Regions from separate parts of the Macaca mulatta genome. Here region 2 is linked to region 1. A link is a contact called in public Hi-C data. All regions are on one chromosome and are shown on one strand. The core of a region is the stretch at or near the end of the contact, and the rest is flanking DNA. Distances in the headings are between cores, read along the strand shown.

The links. A called contact is a pair of places that touch in the nucleus more often than the background predicts.
Region 2: a Hi-C map of fetal cortex germinal zone shows a contact between it and region 1, with 6 times the contacts expected there. The contact joins the promoter of RPP14 here to the promoter of FLNB in region 1. A contact is called at or near these places in 4 of 14 Hi-C or Micro-C datasets (cortical neurons, fetal cortex germinal zone, fetal cortical plate and 1 more).

What each region holds. Positions count from the first base shown.
Region 1 is chr2:121,551,489-121,557,508 of T2T-MMU8v2.0, forward strand. FLNB (filamin B) reads left to right here and starts at 3,328. Exons shown (of 46, transcript XM_077993247.1): 1 at 3,328-3,762. The coding sequence starts at 3,471. It overlaps LOC144339257 (a long non-coding RNA gene), which reads left to right and starts at 882. Exons shown (of 2, transcript XR_013414084.1): 1 at 882-953; 2 at 2,874-2,992.
Region 2 is chr2:121,859,409-121,865,736 of T2T-MMU8v2.0, forward strand. It overlaps RPP14 (ribonuclease P/MRP subunit p14), which reads left to right and starts at 2,547. Exons shown (of 6, transcript NM_001266712.1): 1 at 2,547-2,744.

The sequences.
Region 1 (6,020 bases), core at 2,078-4,577:
CGTACCACTCACTCACTGACTCACCCAGAGCAAATTCCAGTGCTGCAAGCTCCATTTATGGTAACTGCCCATACTGGTAGACCATTTTTATCTATCTGTCTATTTATTTAGTTAGTTAGTTAGTTAGTTAGTTAGTTAGTAAGTTAGTTTTTGAGATGGAGTCTTGCTCTGTCTCCCAAGCTGGAGTGCAGTGGTGTGATCTCGGCTCACTGTAACCTCTGCCTCCCAAGTTCAAGCAATTCTCCTACCTCAGCCTCCCAGGTAGCTGGGATTACAGGCGCCTGCCACTATGCCTGGCTAATTTTTGGATTTTTAGTAGAGACAGGGTTTTGCCATGTTGGTCAGGGTGTCTCAGACTCCTGATCTCAAGTGATCCACCCGCCTTGGCCTCCCAAAGAGCTGGGATTACAGGTATGAGCCACCACGCGTGGCCCAATTTTATCTTTTATATTGTATTTTTATTATACTTTTTAAATGTTTAGATTCACAAATACTTACTGTAACAACTGCCTACAGTATCAATATAGTAACTTGCTGTACAGGTTTGTAGCCCGGGGCAACAGGCGATCCCCTCTAACCTGGATGTGTGGTCGCCTGTAGCATCTAGGTCTGTGTGAGCACACTCTCTGGTGTTCCTATCATGACAAAATCCTCTAGCATTCCCATTGTTAAGCAACACAAGAGTGTACTTACTAAGTCCCTATTGTGAGCCAGGGCCAGGTAATATATTCTCGCCCCCAGGCTGTTGTGACCATTTCTAGCGAGTCAGTTCATCTGTCTGAACAAAGCACTTTGACATTGATTGTATGCAAATAACCTGTTACAGAATGGTTCTACCCATAAATTGGCTGGCCTCTCTTGGGCAGCCCTCAAAGTTGCAAGCCCTTGCCTGCAGTCCTGCTTAAGTCTCTTCCTCAGAAGCTTGCCTGCTCTGAACTCCTCTCCCAAACCAGGTTAGCAGCCCCTTCTCTGGTACCAGGGCACCCTGTGCCTCTCTTCCAGACTTGCATTATGGTTCTAACTGTGCTGTGTGGCCTGGGCAAGCCGCTCAACCACTTGGTTACTTCTTCTTTTTTTTTTTTTTGAGACGGAGTTTCACTCTTGTTGCCCAGGCTGGAGTGCAATGGCGCAATCTTTGCTCACTGCAACCTCTGCCTCCTGTGTTCAAGTGATTCTCCTGCCTCAGCCTCCCAAATAGCTGGGATTACAGGCATGTGTCACCAGGCCCAGCTAATTTTTTGTATTTTTAGTAGAGATGGGGTTTTTTCACGTTGGTCAGGCTGGTCTCGAACTCCCAACCTCAGGTGATATGTCCACCTCGGCCTCTCAAAGTGCTGGGATTGCAGGCATGAGCCACCGCACCCAACTTGAAAGAAATTGCTTTGCACTGTGCTTGGCACAGAGGAACAGCAGGTGTTCATTCGATGCTTGCTGTTGTAATTACTCAGGCTTTTGTCAACAGAGGGCTGGCCTGAGACTCAGCCATATCTCAGAACCTAGCACAGAACCTGGATGAGTACAGAGTAAGTGCTCAATGTATGCTGTGGTAGGCAGAATAACAGCCCCCAAAGATGTTCACATCTTAACTCCCAGGACCTGTGAACATTCCCTTAAGTGGCAAAGGGGAATTAAGGTTGCAAACAGGATTCGGGTTGTTCATCAGTTGATTTTAAAATAGGGAGATCATGGTGGACTAACCAGCTGGCCCAGTGTAATCTTAAGAGTCCTTAAAAGGGCCAGGTGTGGGGAGGCTGAAGCTGCAGGAAGCTGAGATTGAGTCATAGCACTCCAGTTTGGGAGACGGAGTGAGACCTTGTCTCAAAAAAAAAAAAAAAAAAAAGAAAGAAAGAAAGAAAAAAAAAGGCCCTAGGCAAGGTGGTTCACGCCTGTAATCCCAGCACTTTGGGAGGCAGAGGCCAGTGGATCGCTTGAGGTCAGGAGTTCAAGACCAGCCTGGCCAACACGGTGAAACCCCGTCTCTACTAAAAATACAAAAATTAGCGGGGCGTGGTGGTGGGTGCCTGTAGTCCCAGCTACTCAAGAGGTTGAGGCAGGAGAATCACTTGAACCCAGGAGGAGGTTGCAGTGAGTCGAGATTGCACCACTGGACTCCAGTCTGGGCAACAGAGCGAGACTCCGTCGCAGAAAAAAAAATAAAAGAGGAAGATGCGCCTATGGAGAGAGGACTGTGTGAGAGACTCTACCTGACATAGCGGGCTTTCTTTTCTTTTCTTTTCTTTTTTTTTTTTTTTTTTTTTTTTGAGACGGAGTTTTGCTCTGTCACCCAGGCTGGAGTGCAATGGCATCATCTCAGCTCACTGCAACCTCCGCCTCCTAGGTTCAAGCGATTCTCCTATCTCAGCCTTCCCAGTAGTTGGGATTACAGGTACGCGCCACCACACCTGGCTAATTTTTGTATTTTAAGTAGAGATGGGGTTTTACCATGCTGGCCAGGTTGGTTTCCAACTCCTGACCTCAGGTGATCCACCTACCTTGGCCTCCCAAAGTGCTGGGATTACAGGCGTGAGCCGCTGTGCCCAGCCCATTGCAGGCTTTCACAGAGAAAAGGGGCAGGAGTCAGGCACGCAGGCAGCTTCTGGAAGTTAGAAAAGGCAAGGAAAGAGATTCTTCCCTACAGCCTCCAGAAGGGAATGCATCTTGCCAATTTAGCTAAGCGAGACCCATGTGGGCCATCGAACCTACAGAACTTAACAATAATACATTTGTGCATGTGTGTTTTCAAAGACACTAAGTTTTGGTAACTTGTTACAGCAGTAACTGGAACCTAAGACAGGTAGCAAGCCTTATTGTTCATTTTTACCACACTACTGGGCTGTTGGTGATGGTGGATTTACACTTTTCTCTCCCATTAGGCTGTGAACTCCTTGAAGTTGTGCAATACGTTTGTCTGATTTGCTACTGGTTGGCAGGCTCTGAGAAGAATGCCTGGTACACAAGTGGAGCTCAATAAAAGCCCTCACTGAATTTTATTGAATGTATATGTGGATGTAGACCTCCGCTCTGCGCGCCCCTCCCGCAAGTCCCACTGCTGCCCGACCCATTCTGTCCGGCTCCCAGTCCCCGCGAGTCCCCCCACCCCAGGGCTGACGGGGTGATTTAGGCAGCCCTACGTCCTGCTGGGGTGGTGGGCTTCGAGCGCGGGTCCCAGGACGCCGTGTGGCGCAGTGCCTGCAGCAGGCGGCAGGGGGCGAGCGTGGCCCAGGAAATCCCGCGGGAGGGTCGGTACGGGGCGGGGCTTAGGGGCGGGGCGGCTCAGCGCGCAGGCGCGGGGCCAGGCGCCTCGCGCGGCCAGAGGCGGGCGGCCGCAGAGCAGCACCGGCCGTGGCTCCGGTAGCAGCAAGTTCGAACCCCGCTCCCGCTCCGCTTCGGTTCTCGCCACTTCGGCCCTTGGGCCTCCAAACACCAGTCCCCGGCAGCTCGTTGCGCATTGCGTTCTCCCCGCCACCAGGATGCCGGTAACCGAGAAGGATCTGGCGGAGGACGCGCCTTGGAAGAAGATACAGCAGAACACTTTCACACGCTGGTGCAATGAGCACCTCAAGTGCGTGAACAAACGCATCGGCAACCTGCAGACCGACCTGAGCGACGGGCTGCGGCTCATCGCGCTGCTCGAGGTGCTCAGCCAGAAGCGCATGTACCGCAAGTACCATCAGCGGCCCACCTTTCGCCAGATGCAGCTCGAGAATGTGTCCGTGGCGCTCGAGTTCCTGGACCGTGAGAGCATCAAGCTCGTGTCCATCGGTGAGTTCTCTGGCCAGGCCCAGGCGCCGACTGTGGTGCCGACCCGCCCCCGCGCGTGCACCCCTGCGGAGGGCGAGGACTTCCCGCAGCGCGCCCCCACCTGGGAGTCGTCCCCGGGGGTGGGATATAGGGGGCCTAGACCCCCTCCCCGGTGCCCTCCTCTGGGCTGGGACCTGTTGGGATCGCTCCCCGCCGTGCGCCCCAGCAGTGCACCTTTGGCTGGCTAAGGGTTGAGGGTTTGGACTGGGGTCACAGGAGGAGAGGTGGAGTTGTGGCATTTCTCTGCACCTGGGGCGCCCCTATGGGAGCTAGGGGACTAGAAACCCTCGTTCGCCATCCCCGGGGGCGGGGCCCTAGAGTCAGATGCTCTCCGGAGCGCTCGCCCGGCTGCGCCCAGGTTGGTTCTCTCTGCGGCAGCTGAATGGGCGTTGGCTCGGAGGCCGGGCCATGAGACCTGGGGAGGAACCGTTCTCTGCGCCTGGGGCCTCCCCGCCCAGGTGGAGACAGAGACTTGGTACCTTCCCCTGCTGTCGCTGGAATGGGTGTGGGCCCCGAGGTTGCCAGGGGAGGCGCGGGTGTGTGTCCTGGCTCCCTCTGCTCCCAAGCTCAGCTCTGGCCGCGCCGCAGGTTGAACCCACTCCTTGCTGCCGAAGTTATAATGTAGGGATGGTGGTGGTAACAGTAATTGCTGTCTTGTAGGGAGCCCAACTAGCGTCCTCTGTGTACTGTCAGCCTTCTAGGTTATCTCCGTCCCTACACATCCTGCGAGCTGGGGTGAGGCTAGACCCGTTTTAGAGATAAGAGGGTCCAGAGGGTTAGTTGACTTGTCCAAGGTCAGCAAGTAGGGCCCAGCTGAGAATTGAAGGAAGTGGGCGACAGTTAGAAGAAGGCTTTGTTTTCCTCTCCCCTCCCAAACCCACACCAGGGTCTTCCTGAAAGAAGGGAGGGAATTGGTGTCTCTTGCTGGACTGGGCCCCCTGGACTGGGGAGGAAGAATAAGGATGAAGTCTCCCTTGTGGTCTGAGATAGTTGGGCGCTTCCAGGAGGGCCACAAGGCGGCTGAGAGTGTGGGCCGTGACAGTAGGGGCAAGGAGTTTGTAGTATGTGTGTGTGCATGTGGACATGTGTGCAGAGAATGTGTGTACACACATAGCATGTATGTATAGCATGTGCATATGCAAAGAGAGTTTGTGTGTACACGGAATGGGTGTGCAGAGTATGTTTGTATGCAGAGAATGTGTATCCGCCTGTGTGTGTGTGTGTGTGGGGGGGGTGGGTTTGGGCGGGAGAGGGTCCTGGGTCTGGATCTCTTCCTAAGGAGAACCAGGGACTGGCCCTGGCTTGTGACTTGGATCTTTTCCTGAGGAAAGCAGGTCACTATAGTGACCCTAGTGACAGGAAGAAAGGGAGATGGGTGTGGCTGCCAGGACTTTCTCCAGTGGAAAAGGGATTCCCTCTAGGCTGAGCCTCCCCTAGGCCTCAGGGCCTCACCCTTCCCTTCCCCCACACCTGTCCTGGCAGGTAGGGCTGCTTCCTGCTTCCTGGGCAGCCGCACCACCCAGCCCAGCGGCACCACCCAGCCGATCTCCAGCAGCCCTCCCCCTCCCCAAGGGTGGCTTCCAGGCAGAAAAACCCACATGCCATGCCGTTGTCTTCTTCCTGGGGTCCATCTCCTGTACTGCGGAGGGATAACCTCAGAATCTTCTGGAATTCTTTACCGTTCAGAAACCAGCCTCCCCTCTGAAGAATCCCAAGGCCCAGCTGGGCCCAACTTGGATCTGTTCTTTGTTTTAAAAATGTGTATTTATTTAATTAACTGAATAAAGAAACTTAAAGTAAACCAGAAGTATCCAGATATGACATGAAATCTCTAAAACAACAACCAAACCAAACCAAACCGCAGCACTAGCAAATCACAGACTGCCTGATCTACCAACTGTTTACAAAGGCAGCAGCTACTTCCAGCACTGTCTGTCATCAGTGCCTGGGGCTGTGGGTCTCATTCTAGATTTTGTCTGGTCGCTTACATTTTTTTACTTGGTTCTCCTGATTCCCTGCTCCCCCTACTCCCTACCACCCCGCCCCAAGATGGAGCCTTGCTCTGTCTCCAGGCTGGAGTACAATGGTGCCATCTCCGCTCACTGCAACCTCCACCTCCCGGGTTCAAGCGATTCTTCTGCCTCAGCCTCCTGAGTAACTGGAAATACAGGCACGCGCCACCACACCTGGCTAATTTTTATATTCTTAGGAGAGATGGG
Region 2 (6,328 bases), core at 1,297-3,796, 310 kb after region 1:
AGGCAACTGGGAAGACACTGCATTTTCAGCATTTGTTGCAGCAGGGTGATAATTATCTATTGTTCCTTGAAGTTCAAAATGCAGGAACTGCTCTGGTTTTCCTGGGCTGCCTGGCAGGATACGTTTGCCAGGCAGCTGGCTTACAGGAACCCTCTCATATTACTGAGGGTTTCCTGGGGTGCCAGACACTTTATACCATCAACTCTTTTTCCCTCAACTCTGTGAGGTAGCTGCTAATAATCTCTCCATGTGACAGATGAGGGAGGTAGGTAAGTGGCAGAGGATGAATTTGAAGCAAGTTCTGGCGGCTTCTGAAATCAAGCTGCTTTGAGAAAGAAAATGCCAGGTTCTGTGGGGTCTGTGTTTGCTTTCTCCACCTCTTCCCACATCTGGAACAAGCCCTGTCTCCTCTGAAGGAAGAAGAAAGTAGGAACCACAGAACTGGAGAGCATGGCCAAGGTCAAGGACTGAAGCTGCTGGAAACAACACAGTGGGATTTTGAGAAAAGAATTGAGGAAGGAGATCCCCGCTGACTCAACTGTCCTGTGCAAGGCAACCCTTTGCCCCCCAACCCAAGCAAAACCAGCCTATCCATTTATGAACAAATGCCTTCAGTAAATAGATGTTAGGTCACCATTGGGTACCAGGAACTGGGATGCAGTGGTGAGCAACACAGACAAGGCTCCATCCTTTTGGGGCTTACACTAAAGCTTTCCTTCCCACTGCAGCCCCTCAATTGGTGGTAATACAGTGCAGTGTGTAGAGCACTGGCTAGAATCAGACAGCCCATGCCACTGCTGTGATCTTGAGCAAATAACTTAGCCTCTCTGTGCCTCAGTTTCTTTTTCTGTTGCCAGGCTGGAGTGCAGTGGTGTGATCTCGGCTTACCGCAACCTCTGCCTCCCAGGTTCAAGCCATTTTCCTGCTTCAGCCTTCTGAGTAACTGGGATTACAGGTGTGCACCACCGTGCCCGGCTAATTTTTGTATTTTTAGTAGAGATGGGGGTCTCACCATGTTGGCCAGGCTGGTCTTGAACTCCTGGCCTCAAGTGATCTGCCCACCTTGGCCTCCCAAAGTGCCGGAATTACAGGCATGAGCCACTGCCAGGCCTGCGCCTCAGTTTCTACCTCTGAAATGTAATGATCATAGTAATAGCCATCTCAGGATTGTGTGAGGGTTCCATGAGACAACATATGTAAAATATTTTGCATAGTGCCTAGCACAAAGTCTTTACTTTGTGGGTCTTTTCAGGACGGCCTAGGTAGAACACATACCATGTGCTGGGAGTCACAAGGGACACTGAGAGTGGATACTATCTTTGGGGAGTGCTTGACATAGGAGATATTGAGGAGAGGAGATGCTAGATATAAATTTGTAGGCTGGGCATGGTGGCTCACGTCTGTAATCCCAGCACTTTTGCAAGGCAAGGTGGGTGGATTGCCTGAGGTCAGGAGTTTGAGACCTGCTTGGCCAACATGGCGAAACCCCGTCTCTACTAAAAATACAAAAATTAGGCCAGGCTTGGTGGCTCACGCCTGTAATCCCAACACTTTGGGAGGCCGAGGTGGGCGGATCACGAAGTCCAAGAGATCAAGACCATCCTGGCTAACATGGTGAAACCTCGTCTCTACTAAAAATACAAAAATTAGCTGGGCATGGTGGTGTATGCCTGTAGTCCCAGCTACTTGGGAGGCTGAGGCAGAAGAATCACTTGAAGGGAGGCGGAGGTTGCAGTGAGCCGAGATCGCGCCACTGCACTCCAGCCTGGCGACAGAGCAAGACTCCATCTCAATAAATAAATAAGTTATAATATAATAAAAAAAATTCTGTAGAATGACTCGGGCGCAGTTCCTCACGTCTGTAATCCAGCACTTTGGGAGGCCAAAGTGGGCAGATCACTTGAGGCCAGGAGTTTGAGACCAGCCTGGCCAACATGGTGAAACCCCGTCTCTACTAAAAATACAAAAATTAGCCAGGCATGGTGGAGCATACCTGTAGTCCCAGCTACTCAGGAGGCTGAGGTGGAAGAATCGCTTGAGTCCTAGAGGTGGAGGTTGCAGTGAGCCAGATTGCGCCAATGCACTCCAGCCTGGGCGACAGAGTGAAACTGTCTCAAAAAAACACAAAAAAACAAAAAAAAAATTGTTGAATGAATGAATGCATTAAGAAATGGATAACTATGAAGCACCGTCCAAGGCGGAATAAATACGCCTTATAAACCGCACCCTTAGCAAACTGCACATACGGCTTTTCCGGAGTGGACACCAGAGAGCGCTGAGCTCGGCCACTCTCAGCTCCGGATCAGGATTCGCGCCTGGGTCCTTAAGAAGACGCTGCGCGGTGACGTCATATCCGCCTGGGCGTCACGCTTCGTGGGGCGGGACGAGGAGAAGCCAAACGTAAAGACACCAGGAGTTTCTCGGCCCCAGGTCTGGCTGCTGCCGGGGAGCTCCAAGCCTTGGCGGGTTCTTGCAGCGAATAGCAGTCTGGGCAGGCGTCAGGCTAGTCCGACGGAGAGTGGGTAGGTGGAAGCTCTCCAAAGAGCGGTGGTGGTTCGGGAGCCGTCTTAGTTGGCCGCGCCCCGGGCGCATGCGCGGGGCGGGCGGCGCGGTTTGGGCCGCTAGTCCGTTCCGGCCCGGGGCGCTGCGTGCCTCCGTACGGCGCCGCGCAGGGTCTCGGCCGCAGAGGCGCAGGCGAGACTTCGGAACCGTGTCCTGAGCGCGCTCCGTGCGCCCGGCGCGAGGTGAGCGCTAAATGGTTGTTGAAAAATACTGAAAGCCACCCAAGTTCTCAACAGTAGGGAAATTGAGCTTTTAAAAGTGATTGATTTAGTCCAGAAACTGGACGTTGCATGTCCACTGAACACGACACAGTGTTTTAGGGCCTTGGGAAACAGCAGTGAACAAGATAGCAAGATTCTTGGAGTGGACTTTCTGTTGGGATGTGGGGCGAGTACAGATAAAGATAAACGAGTTACATAATAGTCATAGAAAAAGGCAAATGCTACGAAAAAGAAAGCAGGGACGGGGCATGGGGGTGGGGTGCGGTGTTAGCCGAGAAGGGCACTGGGCCAAACCGATTGAGATTTGAGTTAAGCCAAGAAGGAGGCAAGGGTGTGAGCCCGGTGGCTGCCTGGAGGAAGAGGTTTCCCAGCATGGGGAAAAGCTAGAGCCGAGGCCCAGGGGTGGGAGCGAGACTGGCGCGTGCGAAAGAACTAGGCTAGGCCTGTATGGTGGCGGGGATTGAGCGGAGGGAGAATGGCAGGACAAGAGGTCAGAGGTGTTGGGGGGGGCAGCCCTGCGGAACCTCCAGGCAGAGCCTTGCAGGCTGTTCTAAGGACTTTGGCCTTACTCTGGATAAAACGGGAACCATAGCAAGGTTTTGAGCAGAGGAATGATGTAGTTTGAGTAGATGTTAATGGACTCACGGGCCACCGTAGAGTTGGAGAAGCGGGGGAGTAGGGGGAATCAAAGATTTATTACTAATAGGTCAGATTAGGAGCATCCCTGTGCAGCCACTAAAAAAGGCTGACTTTAGCCCCGGCGCAGTGGCTCATGCCTGTAATCCCAGTACTTTGAGGGGGCCGAGGTCGGCGGATCACTTGACGCCAGGAGTTGGAGACCAGCCTGGGCCAATATGGCAAAACCCCATTTGTACTAAAAATGCAAAAGTTAGCCGGGCGTGATGATGTACGCCTGTAATCCCAGCTACTCGGAAGGCTGAGGCACAAGAATTGCTTCGGCCCGAAGCATTCCAGCCTGGGCGACAGAGTGAGACACTATCTCAAAACAAACAACAAGACTTTAAAGATGATAGTGACAGTGACTTCGTGAGCCCACATCTGTGGAGAGCCTGGTGAATATATTTAATACCAGTCTATACAAAATAATTTCCCAGTCATCCTCTCCTTTAATCTCAGAACAGCCTGCAGAGGGCAGTGCTGTCATTTGTAAGTTTTTTTTTTTAATTGCAGAAAATAACGTGACATAAAATTTATCGTAAGTGGCATTGAATACATTCACAACGCTGTGCAGCCGTCACCACTGTCCATCTCGTGGACGTTGTGTAAGTCTTCGTTTTACTGGCATCTAAGCCCTGGGCGTAATTTCACTCCCCTACTTTAGGCAGCCAGCTCCATCAAGGCAGTAACACTAAAAAACATTTATGCGCCAAGCAATGAAAGAAACAGATGAGGTTTCTTGTTTGCCCTGCCCTTGTAGTTAGGGGAGACTCTGGTGACTGGGAAAGAAGCATCAGGTTTGCCGCTGTCCTGAAACCAAGGATTCTTTTGAATATATAGGCTTACCACTATCACTTTTCCCTCATTTGAATACCTACTTTGTGTCATAGTATTACAGTATTTTTTGTTTGTTTTGGAGACAGGGTGATGCTCTGTCACCCAGGCTGGAGTGCAGTGGTACAATCACAGTGCACTGTATCCTTAACCTCCCAAACTCAAACTATCCCCCCACCTCAGCCCCTGGAGTAGCTGGAACTACAGGCACACACTACCATGCCTGGCTAATTTAAATTTTTTTGTTTGTTTGTTTATTTTTAAGAGACAGGGTCTCACTATGTTTCCCAGGCTGGTCTCAAACTCCTGGCCTCCCAAACTGTTGAGATTACAGGCATGAGTACCACGCCAGGTCCCAAAGTATTAATGTTTGTTGAATGGATTGGTAGATGTAGCTCCTTGACCCTGACTTCTTTTCTCCAGAGGTCACCATCTGGGAGTGGTTGAAATTGGGTCTAACTCAGAGTGGTTTTGGAAATGCTGGTCTGTAGCTCTGTGACCTTGGATAAGTCTCTTTCCTTGATTGGGCCTCAGTTTCCTGGTCCCTGCAGTGGGGGATCCATATATTAAACAAATAGACAATGTTAAGAGATTGCATAACTTGGGGACTTAATTTAGAGCAGGGTGTCAGAGAAGACCTCCTTGAAGAGGTGACATTTAAACTGAAAGTTGAAGGATGAATAGGACCTGTCCAGGGGAGAGCAAGGTTGGTAGGGAGCCAAGGAAAGGAACTGTCTGCAGAGAGATGAGCATGTTCTACGTTCTTGAAAGTTCAGACCTTTTAGAAGCTGCATCGAGTGCCCATTCCAGGAATCCCTCTTCTCAACCCCTGTGCTGTTTAAGCTCAGTCATTCACAGACAGTCTTGCACAGACCTGACTTTCAGATTGAGAGCAGGCAGACCCAGGATGGGAGAAGATGGCAGAACGACCACCCCTCATTCTTCTCTTTGTGTTCTGTGTTGACTGAGAGTAAACAAGAGGATCTTCATGTTTACTCTTCAAATCTTAAGATTTTACTCCTTTATGCCTTTTTCTTTGGATAAAGAGGCATCATAACTGGTCTTGAGCGAGCTCGGAGTGGTTGGAATCTCTGGGTACCCTTGGGCAGATGTTACCTACGTATACTAAACCTCTGTGTCATCTTCTCAAAAATGGGAATAATAATATCGCTTACCTTAGGAGCATTTTGAAGACAAGCTAAGGCATGTCAAATGTTTAGCACAGAGCTGGGTGCTCATAAGGACAATTGTTAGCCAAAATTATGTTATGTTTTAAGTAAGAGTATAGTAATTTGGCATATACAGAATATAGAAACTTCTTTTGTCTTCATATTGGTAACCTTAGTTTGACCAGAATTAGATGAGTTACTGTGCCCAGAAGTCTTTTAAAAACCAAACAGGTGGCTGGGCACGGTGGCTCATGCCTGTAATCCCAGCACTTTGGGAGGCCAAGGCGGGTGTATCACAAGGTTAGGAGTTCAAGACCAGCCTGACCAATATGGTGAAACCTCATCTCTACTAAAAATACAAAAAAGTTAGCCAGGCGTGGTGGCACATGCCTGTAATCGCAGCTACTGGGGAGGCTGAGGCAGGAGAATTGCTTGAACCCGGGAGGCAGAGTTTGCAGTGAGCCAAGATTGTACCACTGCACTCCTGCCTGGGTGACCAAGCGAGACTCCTCCAAAACAAAAAACAAAAACAACAGGAAGGCCGGACCTGATGGTCACATTTGTAATGCCAGCACTTTGGGAGGCTGAGATGGGCAAATTGCTTGAGCCCAGGAGTTTGAAACTAGCCTGGGCAACATGGTGAAACCCTGTCTCTACAAAAATACAAAAATTTGCTGGATGTGGTGGCATGTGCCTAGAGTCCCAGCTACTCAGGAGGCTGAGGCAGGAGGATCACCTGAGCCTGGAGAGCCTGAGGTGGAGGCTACAATGAACTGTGATTGCACCACTGCACTTCAGCCTAGATGACAGGTGAGACCCTGCCTTCAAACAAACAAAAAGAACCCAAATAGGCCAAATTCTCAT